Regions from separate parts of the Sus scrofa genome. Here regions 2 and 3 are each linked to region 1. A link is a contact called in public Hi-C data. All regions are on one chromosome and are shown on one strand. The core of a region is the stretch at or near the end of the contact, and the rest is flanking DNA. Distances in the headings are between cores, read along the strand shown.

What was found. Hi-C and Micro-C count contacts between places; a contact is called where the count stands out from the background.
Region 2: a Hi-C map of retroperitoneal adipose tissue shows a contact between it and region 1, with 1.6 times the contacts expected there. The contact joins the enhancer-like site here to the promoter of MARCH3 in region 1. A contact is called at or near these places in 1 of 5 promoter capture datasets (liver), 4 of 47 Hi-C or Micro-C datasets (alveolar macrophages, embryonic fibroblasts, liver and 1 more) and 1 of 2 datasets of contacts at active chromatin or transcription factors (skeletal muscle).
Region 3: a contact with region 1 is called in a Hi-C map of embryonic fibroblasts, with 2.2 times the contacts expected there. The contact joins the enhancer-like site here to the promoter of MARCH3 in region 1. A contact is called at or near these places in 1 of 5 promoter capture datasets (fetal liver), 13 of 47 Hi-C or Micro-C datasets (alveolar macrophages, embryonic fibroblasts, fetal heart ventricle and 6 more) and 1 of 2 datasets of contacts at active chromatin or transcription factors (skeletal muscle).

Annotation. Positions count from the first base shown.
Region 1 is chr2:130,023,967-130,028,507 of Sscrofa11.1, forward strand. MARCH3 (membrane associated ring-CH-type finger 3) reads right to left here and starts at 2,414. Exons shown (of 5, transcript NM_001244831.1): 1 at 2,197-2,414. It overlaps LOC102161210, which reads left to right and starts at 1,955. Exons shown (of 6, transcript XM_021085157.1): 1 at 1,955-2,254; 2 at 2,315-2,469; 3 at 2,630-2,957. The coding sequence starts at 1,955.
Region 2 is chr2:130,169,672-130,174,510 of Sscrofa11.1, forward strand. No RefSeq gene overlaps it. Among named protein-coding and RNA genes, the nearest start is that of MEGF10, 54 kb to the right of the region's middle. Within about 2 kb of position 2,085, at least 57 of the 83 cell types and tissues checked have an H3K27ac peak or open chromatin away from gene starts, as enhancers often do. A contact at or near this core is called in embryonic fibroblasts, liver, retroperitoneal adipose tissue and 1 more, where this site is marked.
Region 3 is chr2:129,859,536-129,864,070 of Sscrofa11.1, forward strand. It overlaps LMNB1 (lamin-B1), which reads left to right. Exons shown (of 11, transcript XM_003123882.5): 11 at 1,875-2,676. The coding sequence ends at 1,916. Among named protein-coding and RNA genes, the nearest start is that of LMNB1, 55 kb to the left of the region's middle. Within about 2 kb of position 1,281, at least 4 of the 83 cell types and tissues checked have an H3K27ac peak or open chromatin away from gene starts, as enhancers often do. A contact at or near this core is called in alveolar macrophages and embryonic fibroblasts, where this site is marked.

The sequences.
Region 1 (4,541 bases), core at 1,164-3,663:
AAATGTAATTATGAGCATAAAATTATTAGAAAAAATATCAACTATGCTTCTTAAAAATATGGCCTTTATTTTGTCACCAAAATAATTATACTATTAAAGGAATTTATAGTTTAAGAATCAGTCACTTGCCTATAGGAACTTAATAAGCTGTTATATTTCTCCCATACCCTTTTAGTCATCAGAAGTTTTGTGATAAAGGCTTTTTATTGTTTTTTAAACTATAAATTGTAAACCACTGCAGCTAGTGCTTAGGCTGAATATGAATTTATATCTAAGTTATAAATTCCTAAAAACATGTTTCATTAGAATTACTAAGGCAGTCTTAATGCTAGTAGATTAAATAGCCTCTGTAATAAAGCTCTGTTTACTTCTATTGAGATTTTTGGGGGGGGAAACAGTTCAGTTTTAATGCATTCTTTTAAGAAGCAAAAGAAAACAGTTTTTGATATACATGCTACTGCAAAGCAGTAAACCAGTGTTGCATGGTTATGTGACAAGCACCACATTTCTTTTCTAGAGAGATTTTTTTCCCTCCTATCTACTCACCTCTTCCCAAACCATGCCTATAATTATTTCACAAAATATAATTTGCCATTTCTGTGGAGTCAAACACTCCTTTTCTCCCTCACCAAAAATCACATATTCAGACTGAATGAAAATGGACTTGAGGGGTAGGCTTTGTTTGTAGCGTGTTTCTACTACGGGTTGCCCCCTACCCACGTTCCACCCTAGTGCTCCCACTGAAGTGTGTATGTTATGTTTTAACAGATGGACCAGCTGGTGGCTACTAGGCTGTAAAACAGGGACTGGGAATCTGCAAGCAATGCTATTGAACCGAATGCTCGTAAAGTTCATGGACATACACTGACCCAGACAGACTAGGCAGATCCAGACATGCTTACACACACACTCATCATACACCCCACGGATCAGAGGGTCTATCTCTCTACTCAGAGGAAGTTCAAGGCTGTTTCCTCCTCCATATTTCTCCTTGATTTGCTTATCAATTTTATATACACACAGAAGTACACACATATGTAGGCACATCTACGAATATATGGATAGCTATATAGCTCAGTGTTTTATACATTTTCAAAGATCAAAATATTGCCCAATTCTGTCATCAAGTCTCTACCTAGTACTCCCAATAAGCCCTTATTCATGTCAAATAAGTATTACAAGAAAATATTGGATTCAATTCTATTTGGTCCACACATAACATAAACTATATGTATGTAATTGCCCTCAGACAAAACAGCTACTTTTATGCCTTATCAACGAGAGAGAGAGAGAGAGAGAGAGAGAGAGAGAGAGAGAGAGAAAATAATAATCTATCTTCCACTGAGTCACAAACAAAAAGTGTCAGGTTTAACCTTGAATCCTCTGTTGTCAGTTTCTGTCACAACTTCATCACTTAAAACACAGGCGCTCAAACAAACACCAATCCACCAGCCTGGTGGTGGCTTTCACGGTCTCATCTAGGATTCCCCAGGGTCTCTGGGCATTGGGATAGACAGCAAGTACCCCGGGTGCTAACGAAGTACTTAGGACACACCTTGCAGGTGGACGTGGAGGTCCGAGCACCTCATAATGGATGCGGATTCAAGTGCTAATAGAAAGCAATTACTTTACAAAGTTTAATATCCGTGCTGTCAATTCCTTTCAATAATTGCAAAGCACTGAAGCTCCTGGTACAGAATCTAGCTGGTCACTAAAGTTCTCTCACCCCTAAAGACCCACCCGGACCCCTATGATCGCTGGCTCAGGCTACGCATCAGACAACAGACACGGTTATCTCGCCGCACCGGCTCCTGCGCGTGTTGATTTTTCAGGAACCTGTCCTCAAGCCATCTAGGAACTGCTATCCGCACACCGCTGGGCACGAAGGCCGCCCCTAGCGCGCGTGTCGCCGTCGCAGAGGGCCAGGGGAAGAGTCCCCAGGCCCCACCTAATGATGGCAATTACAACACGCCAAGTTCTTGCGAACACTCAGCCGCGTCCCGGGCCGAGTTGGGACGCTCTGAAACAAGATGTTCGGGTGTGGGGATTCTCGCAAGGAGTGAATCCCGGCAGCCCTGACCTCTTCACAGCCGCCACGCTCCGACGGACAGATCGACACGCGGCAGGACCCGTCCAGTCTCCCCGCTCGCCTAACAGCGCCGAGAGGAGCCGCTCGCCTCGCGCGCGGCCACTCACCCTCATCGCCGAGTCCCGATCGCAAACCGACGCCCCTGCTGTGGATCCTGAATTTCAAGTTGCCCCGAACCGGCGACACCTCTCGCCCTAGCCAACCGGAGCACATTGGCTCGGGCAGGCACCTCGGAGGGAGCACGTCAAGCTCGGCGGCAGCCCCGGCTCAGGCTCAGCAGCTGCCCGGAGCGCGCTGACAATTCACCGACCCGCTCAGCGAATGAGCCGGACAGCGGGGCTGAGGCGACAGGGCTCCGAGGGAGGCGGGGCCGGGCAGCAGTAAGGGCGGAGTCAGCCCGGGGCCGGCCCCGCGGGGCGGGGCGCCCTTCAACCCGTGACTGGCGGAGTCCACAGCCAATCGTGGCGCGCCAGAGCCCGCGGGTGTCGCGGGCTGTGAGGAGCGCCCTTCTCCGCCCCGCCGCCGCGGTCCAATCGCCAGCAGCGGAAGGCTGGCGGAGAGACGCGCCGGCGGCGGGGAAGTTGGCTGGGGTGAGGAGCTGGGGCCGCAAGGCTGGTGCTGTAGGGGCGGCTGTGGCCGGCCCCCGACGCCTTGGAAGCGAAGAGGCGGCCCCGGAAGACCCCTGGCTGAGAGAGGCCAGGGGCCAGCCGGAGTCTCCGCGTGTCGGCTCCCGGTGGAGCGAGAAGCCCAAGCCCCACGCGGACCGAGACTGGGCCGACACCGCCCACCCCTGGCGCCTGCAGGAGGTGCGGAACTTGGCGGCCCCAAAGGAGGTCCAGCGGTCGGAGGAAACCAGGTGCCAAAGAGGGTGAGTCCCGGGCCAGAGGACTGGAGGCCCGGGCCTGAAGCTGGGAGCTCTGGGCTCCCAGAAAGGTTCTGATTGCGTTCTGATGGTTACCTCCGAAACACAACTCCAACTCTGCCAGCCCCCCAGAAAGTTGACGACACGCCCTCTCATCACTGCCCTTCACACCACCGGCAGCGGGGACCTGACCAGGGGCCTCGGCTCCCTTCCCGACCCAAGGCGCCCCAGCACTTGTGCAGAGCCCGAGAGTGAAAAGGTGGCTCGGCCACGAGAACCGGCGGGCTGGCTCCCGCAGCGGTGGCTCTCCCCGCCGCTGTCCCTGGGGTCCGCCAGAGGGACCAGTACCGTCTGTCTTCGCGGGAAGGAACGCCGCAGTCGGCACTCTCTCGCTCCCTCCCCTTTGTCAGTTCCCAGTCCTAGCTCAGAGTGGCCCCAGCCTGGTCGTGGCGGGCCTGGGGGCAGCCTGAGCTCCCAGAGTCAGTCGTGGTTGAGTGCCCCGTAGGAAGGCTTTGTGAGCTTTGCCCTTAATGGCCGGCCAGGTCACTGCTGCTCCTTTTGTCGGTGGATTAACTCTTTGGCTGGGTTATAAGCCTTTACCTTGGTTGCAGCACACAGGCATACGGAACTGTGGATTGTCAAGAGTCAAAAAGCAGGAGTTCCCGTCGCGGCTCAGTGGTTAACGAATCCGACTAGGAACCGTTAGGTTGTGGGTTCGATCCCTGGCCTTGCTCAGTGGGTTAAGGATCCGGCGTTGCCGTGAACTGTGGTAGATGGTCGCAGACCCGGCTCTGATCCTGTGTAGCTGTGGCTCTGGCTTAGGCTGGTGGCTACAGCTCCGATTAGACCCCTAGCCTGGGAACTTCCATATGCGGTGGGAGTGGCCCTAGAAATGACAAAAAACAAAAAGACAAAAAACCAAAAAAGAGTCAAAAAGCAGAGTGGGGTGTGTTACTTTCCAGGTGGAGGCCTAGAATGTTAGCAAGCTCTGGACTGTAAACTGTGTGTGAGAGCGGCCCCTGTGTGCCTGGAACTGCACCTGCCATAGGTAGACACCCAACCCATGTACCCACGTTAGTAAGATGAAGGTGTGCAAGGCAGGAGACACGTCAATCTCCCTGGTGCCCTCACACTTACCTCCATCACTGACCATAGTTTCCTTCAAATCCCAGAAGCTCTAAAGGTTTTAGACTCAGTATTGGTAACTCCTCAGGATATCTCATGTGAGTGAGTATAGGCCTCCACAGGTGTTATTTCAGTGGCTGCCTGGCCCCCATAAGGACCTGCATAGTGGATAGCTCGCCTCTCCTGGGTAGGTTCTGATGAGGGACCATTGGCAAGATGGAAGGCTAAAGGCCTAAGGCTGAGGAGGAGTGAAATGGTCCCTTTAGCAGGGAAGAGTGCAGTTCTGAGGTGAGCTCTGGCCTAAACCGAGTTTCAAGTGGTGTCACCTCAGCTCTTTGTCTCGATCGGGAAAGGCAGGATGTTGGGGGGACAAGAAAATCAAGGTTTGGACAGTCCTTAATAGGCTCTGAGAGACTGATTAATGATGCTGGAATTGTGCATATTTAAATCCCTCCTCATCTAATG
Region 2 (4,839 bases), core at 835-3,334, 150 kb after region 1:
CACAGGTAGTTTCAGGAAGTGTCCCAAAGATAAGCTAGGGATTGACGTCTTACGCAAGTGTAGTCTTAGCCGTTCTGTAAATATGGTCTAATCGTGGTGACTTCACCAACCCATACAACGTGTGTGATGTAGATGGAAGCTACCATTTAATTTTTACTGATGTGGAACCTGAAACAAGCCACCTTGATCTAGGTCATAGAGAAATTCAAAAGGGAGTCAAAACATTGCATCAGTGTCTATGAGTGGATATAAAAACACCGAAAATGCAGTGCCTCACCTTCACTCCCACTAATATGTTGTAAGAAATGTTTTAGAAAAGGAGAATCCATTGAAAAGCAAAACTAAACCATGGCTGTCTCATTCTGCATTATAGATTACCACTGAGATGTCTTTCATTTTTGATCTTTCCTTTCCTTAAAATTATAGGGGGGAGGTGGGCAAGGCTGTTAAAACATTCCATCTTGGCATTGCCAATAAAGAAAGCTTCCTGCAGGCAAAAATCTCTAGTGGAGGGGCTGCACCATACTCACTGTGAGCGCCTGTAGCTGGAATATTCTGGCGATAAGAACTGCCCATTCTAGGAGGAGGAGGGAGGGAGAACGGTCCAGTCTTTCATGAAAGGTTGCTGCCCCTGGGTCCTGTGGGGGGAGAGTGGTGAAACCCTCTCATATAGTCAGCGTTTCTTTTCTTTTTATTTATTTGTGTATTTTTTTAAGGGCCACTCCTGCAGCATATGGAGGCTCCCAGGTTAGGGGTCCAGTTGGAGCTATAGCTGCCGGCCTACACCACAGCTATAGCAACACCAGATCCAAGCTGCGTCTGTGACCTACACCACAGCTCACAGCAATGCCAGATCATTAATCCATTGAATGAGGCCAGGGATCGAACCTGCAACCTCATGGTTCCTAGTCGGATTCATTTCCGCAGTGCCACGACGGGAACTCCCAGCTTTTCTTTCTCCTGGGCCTTAGCTGTGGTCACTTCCCTTATCCCTCTCAGGGAGTACCTGGATATGCTAAAGGACCTTGGTCGGGGTCTAATGTATTTGACATGGTGAGAAACGGGACCTTCCCCTTGCTCCCGTCAGGGATGCTGTCCCACCTGATAAGTTTGCTCCTGATATGTGATTTTATACAGGTCAATGACGTTTTGGGTAAAGCTCTCACCCCAGCAGTGGATTCTGGCCAAACTGTGTTATGCATGTCTGTCTGATTGGAACCGGCAGCTTAACCTTCATTTGGGCTTTGTTCTCACCTATAAAGAAGGGATTGTAGTATATGCCCTCCTTACATGAAGTCACATATACCAGGGTGTTTGTGCCTGAGTTTTGGAAAGCTGAAAGCCTCTCTGTGAGTGTAGGATGGTGTTGTGGCTTCCCTCACCCTTGCTCTAGTTCTGTGCCCGGCCCTGCCCGCAAAAACCAGCTGCTCCTGTTTCTAATGTGACCTGTGCTGGCACCTTGGGCGCTCACACGGTCATGCATTCAGCTGCCACACTGTCTGCCAGCAGCCACTTGGTCACTCACCTGTTACGCCCTCCCTGCTGGTGGGGCTGGGCGGCCCTCCAGCAGCCAGTCTTTCTGGAATTAGGCTCTGCCACATGGTCTGCTTATTGTCACACACCAGGACCTCATAAGAGTACAGTCACCTCTCCCAGCCAGGGTCATAGGCCCTCGGGGCCAGCACTGAGCTGGAAAGGAAGAAAGAGTTGGAGGCCGGCTGGCACATTCAGGGAGGTGCTGAGTGAGTCTGTGTGTGAACGTACTGACTTCAGGGTGAGGCTGAGATGAGCTCACATTTGAAGAATTTGAAGAATTGGGTGTAGGGAGAGGATGTAGAAAGAGGCTGAGGAAAGGTGAAGGGTGTGTTAGTGGATTTGAAAGCAGCTAATGCTGTGTGAGCGAGGAGGAAGCAATTCCAAGATATTCGCGATCTGTGAACTTCGTGTTGCTTGTTTCTTTTTAAGTCACTTCCCTCTCGGTTCCTGCAGCCTGTGTGCGTATTTCCCTCCATTGTGTCTTTTTCCCCTGCCTTTAGCTGGAAGGCTGGAAGGGGGATGGGAGGAAATGCACTGGACTGTGGGAGGGGAGAGAGGGTGGCACTGCCCTCTAGCTGCCACAGCAGAAACTGCAGACAGAACCCTGGTTTCTGTTTTGTCCGCAGAAACCCTAGAAAAACGACTTTTTAAAATCAATTACTTATTTATTTATTGCGTGACACTTGGGGAACTCGATTTTATATGTTTCTTCCTAAAAGGAAAAATGGGCAAATGAGATAAGGGAAAAATAGAGATTTAAATTAAAAAATGAAGGGGATTGTTCATCCGTGAATTTTGATGATGGTTACAATTTTAGTTTTTGGTAATGTAGAACATGATGTGGGCAGCAGATAAGACCATCATAGCCCTTCTAGTAGTGTGCTCATCTCATTCCCCAGGGGTCATACAGTCAGCAGAAGCAAAAAGGCATATTGGTGGGGTTTCAGGCTACGAATGCTCTCTCACCAGCCGCCTAAAGCCTCCCATCACATTTTTTTCTCACCCAGTTCTTAAAGTCCCATTCATCAGGGAGTTGGTCAGAGCTAAAAGGCAGGGACAGACAAATAAGCCAAAGTTAAACTGGCATGTTGAAACCCTAGTGTTGATAACTTGGAGTCCACAGGCTTGGAGCTGGCTGCAGTGCCCTCCCCCTTCCATGCTCCACTTCCAGATGGGAAGCCAGAGAGGTCAAGGGGAAAGGTCAAAGTGAAGTTCTGCTCTGGGAATCCCTGATGTTGGAATTTGTTTATCTTCAGAAAAGAGGGAAATCAGTGAGTCAGGACATTTACAGAGTGAAGTGGATGAAAGGAGGGAAGGAACAAGTGTTGAGTCTGTGAGGAAAGGAGGACGTGTAATTAACTAAGCATTATTATATTCTAGGGATCTTACGTAATTGTATTAGTTATTCCTCCCAGCAGTCCAGTGAGCAGGGCAGTGTTACGTTGCTATTTTGCAGATGAGGAGAATGAGGCACAGAGCATTTCTTTGCCAAAGTCATATGACTTTATGGAGCGTTGTGGGAGCTTTATGAAGCTCCCAGCCTCTGTTCCAAAGCTTGTGTTATTCTCCTAAGGGGAATCAAGAAAAACATATTACATCCTAATGATAAAATACTGCTATACTATTTTAGTGCTGAAGAAGTGTCTGAGGTCGTCTGCTCTACCTCTTTCAATACCTTCATTTCAAAGTTGAAGAGAGCAAATTGCCTAGGGTTGGGCAGGACAGGCTTGGCATGCCTTCCCGTCTCAGTAAAGGGTATTACCGTCTACTAAAGGCTTTTAGCCAGAAGTCCAGCAGCCGTCTTGGTGACCTCCTCCCACCCCCGCCACATCACACATGGGATCCATCTTTAAGTCCTGCAGGTTCCAACTCTAAAGTATTGAATTCTTCCCTTCTTCTCTCCGAAATTTAATCAGTAGTCTCCTCATTAGTATTTCTTTCTTTCTTACTTTTTTTTTTTTCCATCTTTTTAGGGCTGCACCTGCAGCATATGGAAGTTCCCAGGCGAGGGGTCAAATTGGAGCTGTAGCTACTGGCCTATGCCACAGCCACAGCAATGTGGGATCTGAGCCACATGTGTGACCCACACCACAGCTCATGGCAACGCCAGATCCTTAACCCACTGAGTGAGGCCAGGGATTGAACTCACATCCTCGTGGATGCTAGTCAGGTTCATTACCGCTGAGCCACAATGGCAACTCCTCCTCATTAATATTTCTCTTTCCACTCTCCACACATTAGACATAGTGATCTTTTAAAAAATGGAATCTTTCACTGCTCTGCTTAAAGCACATCAGATTCTTCCCATGCTCTGAGATTAAAACCTCAACCCCTCACATGGTTACTAGGCCCTCCGTGAGCTAAATCTTTTCTATTGAACTCACATAGGGTCCCTTTCCATCCTGCTGGCTGTCTCTTGCCACACTGGTCTTCTGTGCCTTAGACATATCGAACCCTTTCTCTTCGTAGGATGAGATGCCTGAAATGTTCTTCCTGGAATCTGTAGTACCTTCTCATCCATCACATCTCTGCTTCATTACCAAAAAAGCCTTCTCTGACAGCCATATTCCTAGGACCCCTTACAGGCACAATCTATCAACTTACCCCATTTCTTTCTTTTAAAATGTTTATCATTATCTTTAATCTTCTTGATTATCTGTATATTTGTTAACTATTTTTCTCTGTCAGAATGTCAGCTTCTCGAAGGCAGGGAGTTTACTGTCCTGTTCATCACTGTTTTCCAAGGCTTAGTTCAATACCTGATTCATAAAAGATGCTTACAAATATTTATTGAATGAGAAAAAGGACCAAATAAGCTTGGGCTTCTTGATTCCAGGTCAGTGTTCCTTCCTTCACTAGCTTCCTAATATATAGGAGGTGTGACATACTTGGGAGACTGAACACGGAAAGTTTGCCCCCAGTTCTTAGGAGGGTCAGGAGAATGGAGAATTGGGAAGGAGAAAGAAAGCCTGAGCGCAGGAAGAGGAGCGTGGGAAGGGAGATCAGACGTTGAGTCTCCAGCGCAGCCTGTGCCAAGATCCCCAGTGAACATTTCTTCACTTTACCCACAAACATTTGTGCTGGAGTCTTATTACACATAATAGCAAATTCCAAAGCAGCAATGACAGCAGAAAAAAAATGAAAGGCTATGGAAACAAGTCCTGAGAAGAGAGTGTAGCTTTTGGACAATGGTTCCTTCATCTCAGCATTTTTTAGGGATTTCAAATAAGACGTAGTAATATTTTCATGTGCACGTTTTTCTTGAAGAGTAAAATTAAGTTTTCCTTGCTATTTTATATTTCT
Region 3 (4,535 bases), core at 31-2,530, 170 kb before region 1:
TAAGACTTCATCTCCATAACTCCAAAGTTATAAATCTGTTGGTTTTGCTTAATTAGCCCCAGTCCTACTCCAAATAAACATTCTTTTATGCGTTCAGCCTCCAGAGTCGAGAACTACTTGAGGGTGGGTTATGCTGCAGTAAGGTTTTGGCACAGATACTTCTTTATTCATGTTGGAGGGATATTTAAGAACAAATATTTTACACTTGGCTTTAACAAGAAACAGACAGAAGATCCATTTCCTGCCCTTATGGGGAGCATTATATGACTGGATATAAAATAACAATATAAGAGATATCTCAGGGTGCCAGACTAGTGGCTCAGAGCATGAGTTGTAGCAGTCGGATGCTAGAGAAAGCTCTTTAGGTCACTAGAATAGTTGAGAAGATCTCTGGGAAATAGGCTCCTCCAGTATTTTGAAGGACCAGCAGTTATTTGGGTATCAAAAGGCAGATATTGGTATTCTGTTGATACTCAGATTATCTGTTAGTACATTAAGAGACCACCTTAAAACTCGGGGGGCTTAAAACAATGAATTATAATCCCTGTGATTCTGTGGTTTGACTGGGCTTAGCTAGGCAGTTCTTTTGTTCCCCACCATGGAGGGTGAGTTCAGTCATGCAGCTGCACATAGCTGGAAGCTTGGTTGGGGCTAGAATGTTCTCCATGTCTGTTTCTTTGTGGTTTCTCACCATTTGGTAGTTTAGCCCAACCTTTGTTTTGCTGGCTTCCATTGATGAAAATGGAGAGCATTAGATCTCTTAAAGGCCTCTCTTCTCTTGGAGTAAGTCATAGGCCAGCTCCAGTTCCAGGGGAGCGAGGAGCGGAAAAGAATTTATGATGATCTTTTAATTCATCCCAGGCAGTATGTCACAACTTGAGCATTGGGTATATCTGTCCGCCTAGTTGTGTCGTAGGGTGTGTGTGAGAGAGTCTGGAACGCCTAGGCAAGTAGCTTTGCACACTTTGGAGCAAAGGAGAAGGTGGGCAGTATCAGGGCGACTACCTCTAGAAGGGAGATTGTAGAGACTGAGGGCCGATACAGATAGAGATTCACGAAGGCATAGTGGCTGAACTTGAGGGTTAGAGAAGGAAAAAGAAATCAGAGGTGTGTGAGGTTTTAGCTTTTGTGATCAGGTACGATAATGATAGCAAGGCTCAAAACAGGGGAGATGGAGGGTGGATCAGCTATTTTGACGTCACGTTAGAGAGTGACTCCATTGGCCTTTCACACTAATGAGACGGTTTTTTGGTTGACCTTTAAGAAACCAATTTCAGTTTAGTCAAGTGGTGAGTCACAGTCATATTGCGAGATTTTAAGGAATCAGTGAGTGATAAAGAAGTGGATAGAGGGAGCCACTTTGACTTCACATCTGAGAATGAACCCAGGGCACATGCTTCGGGATCAGCCAGCTGCCCATCCACGCAGCCGTCTCCTCTGATGTGGTTGTTCAGAATGCTGTTCACTCGTCTCCTGTTTCCTAGTTAGAAACGGAGGTTACTGAATAGCAGTTTTCTGCTTCAGCTGCATGTTAGAATTACTTAGGGAGCTTTAAAATCACACATAAAGAAATACTCTTCTCCAGTCGAATGAGGAATTCTGGTGTAATTGATCTAGGGACCTAGGTCAGGATTTTTTTCAAAGCTCCCCCGGGTGTGAATGTGCAGCTACAGTAGAGAATCACTGTCTGGGACGGTGTTGATGCCGTCTAGGGAAGACGTCCGAGAGAGAAGGTTAAAAAAGGGTAAGTGAGAAGTAATAAAGGTCCGCGCGAAGCTCAGTACTGCTGAACTTGTCGTATCTCTGCCTTATTTTGAAATGCTGTGATCCGTTTTCTCCTTCGCACTAATGGTTCTCTCTGTTTTCCTCATCAGGGAGCCCCCAGAGGTTCCAATAGAAGCTGTGCGATTATGTAAACTTCTCAAGTCGACTGTCTTCCTCCAAATAAAGAAGTAGGGTAATCCTTACCTACATGCAGTGCAGAGCCTTCTCAGAAGCACAGAATATTTTTATATTTCCTTTATGTGAATTTTTAAGCTGCGAATCTGATGGCCTTAATTTCCTTTTTTGACACTGAAAGTTTTGTAAAAGAAATCATATCCGTACACTTTGTTGCAAGATGTGAACTGTCGACACTGAACTAACTGTGTACTGTTTGGAAAAGGTCCCTCAAATTTTTGACATGTTTTTTGTATGTGTGCTTTTTTTTAAGTTCTTACGAGAAGGGGAGGGGAGGGTAAATAAACCACTGTGTGTCTGGGTATAATTTGAGATTGCTGCATCTAGATTAGCAATCTGCTCTTGATTATTCTCTGCTATATATAACGGTGCTGTGACGAGGAGAAAAGCATTTTTCAATATATCGAACTTTTGTACTGAATTTTTTTGTAAAAACAATCAAGGCTACAAAAATTTTTTTTTAAAATAGAAAAGAGAAATTTTGTAAGAAGGCAATATTAATCTAATCATCATGTAAGCACTCTGGATGAAGGATTCCACAAAACTTTGTTTTATGGTTACTTCTCGTAGATTCTTAATTCACGAGGGGAACGGGAGGGGTGAGGGGGGAGGGAAGGGTTTCTCCTAAAATGCATTAGTTGTGTTTTTTAAAATAGCATAACTTGCTTAAATTTCTTATGTGACATTAACAAATAAAAAAAGCTGTTTTAATATTAATTTACTGTCTTTTTTTAACTTTAGTAATATTTTTAGGGGAGAAAAGTATTGTTTCAGTTTTACTGTTTGTTTGTTTGTTTGTTTTAGGGCCACACCTGTGGCATATGAAGGTTCCCAGGCCAGGGGTCAAATCGGAGCTGCAGCTGCTGGCCTACACCACAGCCACAGCAATGCAGGATCCAAGCCGTGTCTGCGACCTACACCACAGTTCACGGCAATGCTGGATCTGTTAACCCACTGACCAAGGCCAGAGATAGAACCCTCGACCTATGGATCCTAGCTGGGTTCGTTAACCACTGAGCCACAACAGGAATCCCATCCTTTTTTTGCGGGAGTGGGGGGTGCTATACCGAGGCCTGTAGAAGTTCCTGGAACCGGGGGTGGGGGATGGGGGGGAGTGGATTGAACCTGTGCTACCGCAGTGAACCCAGCTGCTGCAGTGACAACAGTGGATCCCTAACCCACTGCACCATAAGAATTCCTTTTCACTTTTACTTTTGGTAAAAATACTTGGGTCTCTTGTTTGAACTAGATTTTACTTTAAGGCTCTGACAGTGGGGAAGATAAACACGCAAACTATTTTGAGGTCTCCTCTGTTTTCAGTCCTCTCTTGTCATTAATAATAGCAATAATAAAAGCAATAATAATAGCTAAATTTTTTGGAGCCGGGCATCGTATCATGTTCAGTGCTTTGTGTTGTTTACCTTGTTAGCAATAAGGCTTTTCAAAATCTGTAAGTAATAATAAGAAAGCCATTTGGGAACAGGGCAGTGGGAGAAACAGGGGGAGATACTCCTCTTAAAGGAAAAAACGGAGATAATATTTCTAGAATTCAGTTTTACTATCTCTAAAAATGCAGAAGAGATACTGATTAAAAGGCACCTTTGAGAGAAGAGTATGGTATGAATTACAGAAAATACAGGAATGTGTGTGCTGTGTGGGGTAAGTTATGTGTGGTGATAATTAGGGGTCGTTTATTATGCATTTGGGGAGTTTTTATCTTGTGACTGCTTTTAGCTAAGTGAGTCCATCTTGTAGAAAGTAGAGTATTTGAGCCGTCCCTAGAATGGATCAATGATAACAAATCCGAAGGTAACCCCAAATCAGTGTTTGCTTTTCTCTTAGAATATTCCTACAGTAAGCTGTGCAAAGACTAGCAGCTTAGACTTGAAAATAACTCACAGAGTCTCAGAATTACTGTGCTCTGCAGATTTACTGCATATACTCTGGTGCTGTCGCAGACACAAGATAAATACTGGGTTAGAAATTCTGTCTGGTGAAGCAGATAAAATGATAGCTTTTCCACACAGATTTATCTTCAGAATGAGAATGGCAGCGCCTTGTACAGCCCAGCTTGGTTATGAAAAGTGTTGCCACAAGGTGGGGTTCTTGTCATCAAAATTCATTCTAAGGACTTTAGGCTGGATAAATTAGGTTATAGAAATCACTTTAATTAGCGAGGCACTAAGAAACTTAGACTTTTTTTTTTTTTTTTTTTTTTTTTTAGTTTTAGTTTTTTTTGCTTTTTACGGCTGTACCTGAGGCATATGGAGGTTCCAGGCTGGGGGTCCAATCGGAGCTGCAGCTGCCAGCCTATGTCACAGCCACAGCAACGCCAGATCCCAGCCATGTCTGCGACCTCTACCACAGCTCACGGCAGTGCTGGATCCTTCAACCACTGAATGAGGCCAGGTATTGAACCCGCATCCTCATGGATACTAGTCGGGTTTGATACGGCTAAGCCACAATGGGAATTCTAACTTTGGCAGTTTTAATAGAGGGGAATATTATTTACTCTAATGAAGTGTAGAGTGAAAACCCAGGACTCAGTTAATACGTAATTGGTGGCCCTGAATGTG